Regions from separate parts of the Mus musculus genome. Here region 2 is linked to region 1. A link is a contact called in public Hi-C data. All regions are on one chromosome and are shown on one strand. The core of a region is the stretch at or near the end of the contact, and the rest is flanking DNA. Distances in the headings are between cores, read along the strand shown.

What was found. Hi-C and Micro-C count contacts between places; a contact is called where the count stands out from the background.
Region 2: a Hi-C map of cerebral cortex shows a contact between it and region 1, with 2.2 times the contacts expected there. The contact joins two enhancer-like sites. A contact is called at or near these places in 2 of 484 Hi-C or Micro-C datasets (cerebral cortex and ganglionic eminence) and 1 of 115 datasets of contacts at active chromatin or transcription factors (embryonic stem cells).

What each region holds. Positions count from the first base shown.
Region 1 is chr12:106,172,973-106,175,672 of GRCm38.p6, forward strand. No RefSeq gene overlaps it. Among named protein-coding and RNA genes, the nearest start is that of Gm32776, 27 kb to the left of the region's middle. Within about 2 kb of position 1,394, at least 66 of the 459 cell types and tissues checked have an H3K27ac peak or open chromatin away from gene starts, as enhancers often do. A contact at or near this core is called in cerebral cortex and ganglionic eminence, where this site is marked.
Region 2 is chr12:106,377,890-106,380,589 of GRCm38.p6, forward strand. No RefSeq gene overlaps it. Among named protein-coding and RNA genes, the nearest start is that of Gm32830, 29 kb to the right of the region's middle. Within about 2 kb of position 1,367, at least 29 of the 459 cell types and tissues checked have an H3K27ac peak or open chromatin away from gene starts, as enhancers often do. A contact at or near this core is called in cerebral cortex and ganglionic eminence, where this site is marked.

The DNA of each region.
Region 1 (2,700 bases), core at 144-2,643:
CTATAACTCAGGGGCAGCTCTGAGGTCCAGGGCTGGCTGGACAGTGCAGAGCCCCTCAGAGGACTGCTGCTCTGGGAGGTCTGGAGGTGGCTACGAGGTAGAGGTGGAAGGTTCCTTGCCCCCATCCTGAAGTGAGTGGGAAGGTGCCACCTCTCCACAGACACGGGTGGTCTGGACTGGGACAGGAGAGCGCAGAGTCCCATGCCCACCGCTTGTGTATCGCCTCCTCGTTACTTTGGAGGCAAACAGCAGGGGCCGGGCGCGGAGGTACATATGTTAAATTCACATCAGTAATAAAGATTAAGTAGAAGTTAATAGTGCCTCAGTCATGCTTGTGGGAGTAATCTCCTTTCTGAAAATTCAAAATTAGATTTGGAGGATCGAAGCAAACAGGGGGTGAGACTATGGTGTAATATTTTAATCAAATTGTCATGAATGAGTGGATACAATTAAGAATTCTGTCAGTCAAAGTGCTGGGGCCCTTTTGTTAGTCATTGATGGGAGGGGCGCACTGGGCCATGGTCGGGAGGGAGTACGCTTGATTTTTTTTCCCAGGATCTTTGCTTTTGACCCCCTGGCTGCGTTTTGCCTGTCAAGATAGGCATTTTTAAAGAGAGAGAGAGAGAGAGAGAGAGAGAGAGAGAGAGAGAGAGTGTGTGTGTGTGTGTGTGTGTGTGTGTGTGTGATTGAGGTATGTGTGCTTGCGGGTTCAAACATGACTTTCCATGCTCAGCCTTGCTCCCTGTACACAGCATGAGCATATATACATGTGCACACAGAGACACATGTACGCATACGTGTCTGCGGAATGTGTGTGATGTGTACGTGTGTAGCTTATCTGAACATCTCCGGGCTAGGAGCAGGCTGGAAGAAATAATAAACTTCTTTGCAGAACTCTCGCTCTGTGGTCTGTGAGGTTTATTCTTCAAATTCTCAAGATGAGTGTCCAGGTAGTGTTCGGGGACTCACCGATTGGAGAAAGACCCTGTAGTGCTGGAAGACCGCACCCTGTGATTCCCATATCAAGAGAGCAGACCTTAGGGTAGAGGCAAAGGAAGGATTTAAGCTCAGCACTTCTGTAAACTTTATCCCCAAGAATCCCCCCTCTGCTCTCTTCTCTCTCTGTCTCTCTCTGTCTCCCCCCCCCCTCCCTTCCCTCTCCTCCTTTGCTTTGCAGCTGCTGCGAATGTCCACAGGAGTAGCGTGTGTCCACGTGACTTCTGCGGAGCCGACAGCGTCCACGTTCCTGTGTCGTCCGAGCCGTTTGAGGCAGCAGGTAACGTGACTGACGTCAGGGAATGAGTGAAGTTCGCGTTTGCTAACTTAGCTCAGGACGCTCACCCAATCTCGCAAGCAGAGGAAGCCCCGAGCCAAGCTGCACACGTGACCACCTTCTCTTCAGGGTCCGCAGGGGCCGAGATCTGCTTTTCCTGTCCCATTCACCAGGGATGACACACCAGGCAAAAATGTAGTCCTCTTTCTTCCTATCTCTTCCCATCATCTTCTTCTCCCGCACATAACATTGATTTATTTTTAATTTCGATGCACCGGTGCTGGGGAGAGACACTGGCAAAAAAAAAAAAAAAAAAAAATCCCTTTCCCTCTTCTGCAGCCCTCGTGCGCGGTGTAGGTCTATCTTATTTATCAGTGATTATAAATCAATACGGAGAATGCCGTGCAGCCGGATGGGCCTCCCGAGCCTCAGACTTCAGCATGCATGAATGCAAGGTGTCGGATGAGGAATTTATTAGTTTAAGCAGATTCGAGTTTCTTCTTTTAAAATTTATTTTTCTCCCAGGCAGCTGCGGCTGTCGGCTGCTCCATCTCCCTCTTCAAGCTCAGTGTTTGGGAAACAGACAAGCGCTTTCCACACAGCATGACAATGTGTAATCAGGGTCCCTGCGGTATGCTTTACCTTTGTTGCGGAGGAGGGAGTCGGAGGAACTTGCTTGGGGTCCCTTTCACTTGGGTGAGCATTTGGAGGCCGAAGGACCTAATTATTATTTTTTTTTAAACACTGCCTTTACTGCGTTTGCCTGGGGAATTATTTCAAATCGACTGACAGACCTATTGTGCTAGCGACATCTCAGCGACTGGCTTTTTACACGGAAAACAAGCCTTCTGTTAATTCAGCAATAACACACCCCGCGTGCAAAAATTGCATTAGTGGCTCTAACCCGAGTGCTGAGCGCATTCAGAGGCAAAGCCCTGCCGCGCGACAGGGGTTGAAGGGAATATGCATCAAAATGCCTGGCATTTAATTTCTCCCCCCTTCTTCAGGAATTTAGCCAGTGAAATATAGCTGCCAGTGTCCCAGGCCTTGTGCAAGCTCCCGCAATATGCTCTCGATCAATCAGATTTGCATAACTAAACTGTCTGCGAGCCTGCTCGGCTGCCCAGGTGCAAGGCCATTTGCATATAGAACAGTGAGGAGGTCCCAGGAGTCACTTCAGACCGGAGTGACTGCTGAGCCCGCAGTCCACACAGCCCCGGAAATGAAATTGGAATGACAAAAAGAAAAAAAAAAAGTGCTCGCCTGGAAGGGTGAAATATGCAGGCGTCTCGCAAAGGTTATATAGAGACTGCCAGGCTGGACTCCTGAACCGCAAGACCCATCCGGTCTTCTACAGCCTTGCTGCCAAGGCCACAGGATGATCAGAGTCACAGTGGGGGCAACGCCCTGGGGGGGTCTCCTCGCCT
Region 2 (2,700 bases), core at 117-2,616, 200 kb after region 1:
TCAGAGCGCTTTAGGGAGCAGACTGACAGTAGCTTCCTTCCCCGGGTGGTGGTGGCGGCTGTGTGGAGATCCTGGTATCACACTACTCCATTGCAAACCTCCTCAGTAGCACAGGAAAAAAATTAAACATTTACAGAACACATGTTCTTTTCCTCTGGATTTGTGCAAATCCTATTTTTTTTTATATACACAAGAAGTGGAATTCAATTTTAACAAGTTTGCATTGGGCTCATAAGAAAAACAAGAATTACCTCGGAGACTCTATTGATTTGCTCATGTTGCACTGTGTCTTCATCAAGAATGGAGAGATTTATGTAATTACGGCTCCATCTTTTGTTGTCTGGAAGCACTTTTTTTTTTTTTTTTTTTTTTTTTTGTAAGTCAGCATATACAAAGGATGGAAGCGCTTTTATTGTCGAGATTACAAGATCATCGCTCCCCCCTTGTTAAACCGTTTCTCCAATAGGTGCTTTGAAGAAGTCCGCAATTAAGATGGTGTCTTATATTGGAAATGCGCATTTTTAAAACAAAGTATTTACAGGTATTCTTCGGCAGTGTTTTTGTGTGTGTATTTTTTTTTAAACCCATTTATCCCTTCCCCCTTCTCCCTTCAATGCCTCCCATCCCTGCTCTGTCTCCAGACAAGCAGTGCTAACTACTGGCAGCGGCAGGGGTGCCCAAGGAAACCCCCTTTAGCCAAGTGCGGAGGATGCTTTTTGAAGACATTGCTTGACAAACCAGCAACCTTCTGGATTATTCTTCCTTACTGACTTTTCTCTCCTTTGGGATTCACTTGAGCCTGGGTCGCGGTCACTTTGCATTCTTTAGGGAGGTGTGTGTGTGTGTCTGTGTGTGTGTGTGTGTGTGTGTGTGTGTGTGTGTGTGTGTGAACTCAAAACCCATTCTTAACTGCCTTGCTTTTCTCCACCCTGACCAGGGAAGCCAGCATCCAGCCCAAACTGCCTGCCTGCTCAGGCTTTTCAGCAGGCACCGCTTTTTCTCCGTTTGTGAAGCAAAGTCCAGCGGCTTTGTAAAAGACTGCTCGCTCTCCCCGGGAACGGCGGGGAACTCTTTCTTACTTAACAAACACTTATTTCAAGAGAACACCCGCCTTATCAAAACACCGTGAAAGCAGTATTTAAAAAAAAATAAACAAACAAAACAAACAGCCACTCAGATCATTTTGGGGAAGATTCTAAAGTGAATCTGTTTGTCTTTTCCTCTCACCCTCACTATTGTCTATCGCAGGACACCCAGGGACTCCCAGGATGGGTGGGACAGTCACTGGGGGAATCTGTAGCGGGGTCCTTAGCTGGGAACCACGTTTGCCATAGTTACTTCTAACGAAAAGGAGCGCGCTTGGATTTCCTCGCATGCCCTTGCCTTGAGTCCTGCCTTCAGAAGGCTGAGGTTGCAGAGCCTTTTAAATACCGTCTGAAGTTCTCTGAGGGGCAGGCTGCTTCTAGATCATGCCCAGGGACTGGGAACGTCTTTTATCGAGCTTTGGGGCTCTTTAATGCCAGGGAACAAGGGCATCATAGCGGGACCTATGATTCAACTAATAACGCTGAAGGTAGTGGAGTCTCCCAGCCAGCCCGTGTGGGGCAGGTGGGAAGAGAGAGAGCGAGGGGACATCTACACTGCCCCCTAGCTGGAGGCCTAGGAACACAGTAGACAGGGCTGGGGAACATCCAAGTTTACGGTCCTGACCCTTCAAATGACTCCCATTTTTTTTTTTATTATCATTATTTTCAAAAGATGCAAATATGAACCAAATAAGGCAGGGAAACAGGTTTTCTATACTCCTTACCACTGACGCCTCGTCAAACCCATTTCCTTCCAAAAGCCTTTAGTAAGGTAGTGTTTTTCACAAAAAAAAAAAAAAAGTGCAAATTTTGCGTGGCGAATTGGCTTCTTTGGGGGAAAATTTTGACAGAAAGCGCCTTCCTTGGGGAAGGTCAGGAGTCACTGGTATTAAACCAGACAAGCTGGTAGAGGAGTGTTAATGGCCACAGCAAGCAGATGTTCTGTAATTAGGGGAGCTGTGACTGACAAGACTGGAGAGGTACCGTACACGGGCGGGCGGCACAAAGCAGCTGCCGCCGCCGCTTCCCCTGTCACGGGTGTACACAAGTCAGACCAGCCCCCGTGAGGCTGCCGGAGCAGTGACAATTAGAAAAAAATTGTATTTGATTAAAATAAGTAATACATCATGCAATGGATGCTCTGCTTCCCATCCCAAAGAGAGAGGCCCAGGTTGGACTCTGGCAAAAGTGAACCCTGGTTCGGTTCACCCTGGAAACGACTATGTCGTGCTGAGGTTGGTGTTTGTCTGGCCCTGAGAATGAGACTCTGCAAGGAGAAAGGATGCAATCTTTTCCTTGCATCCTTAAGTTTCTGCATTTAAGCAGGCTACAAGGGCTGGCCGTTTGTTTTTATAAATGCATAAATGTGTGTGTGTGTGTGTGTGTGTGTGAGTGTGCTCACGCTTGCTTAGAGGTGAGTGTGGAGTTCAGAGGTCAACCTCGAGTGTTATTGCTTAGGAACCATTTCTTGTTTTGAAACAGGGTCTCTTACCAGAAGCTGGGGCTCCCTGATTCAGTCACACTGGTTGGCCAGAGAGCCCCAAGAATTCTCTTGTCTCTGTTTCCCCAGGGTGTCCAATGTTTCACGTAGGTTCTTAGAATAAATTCAGGTCCT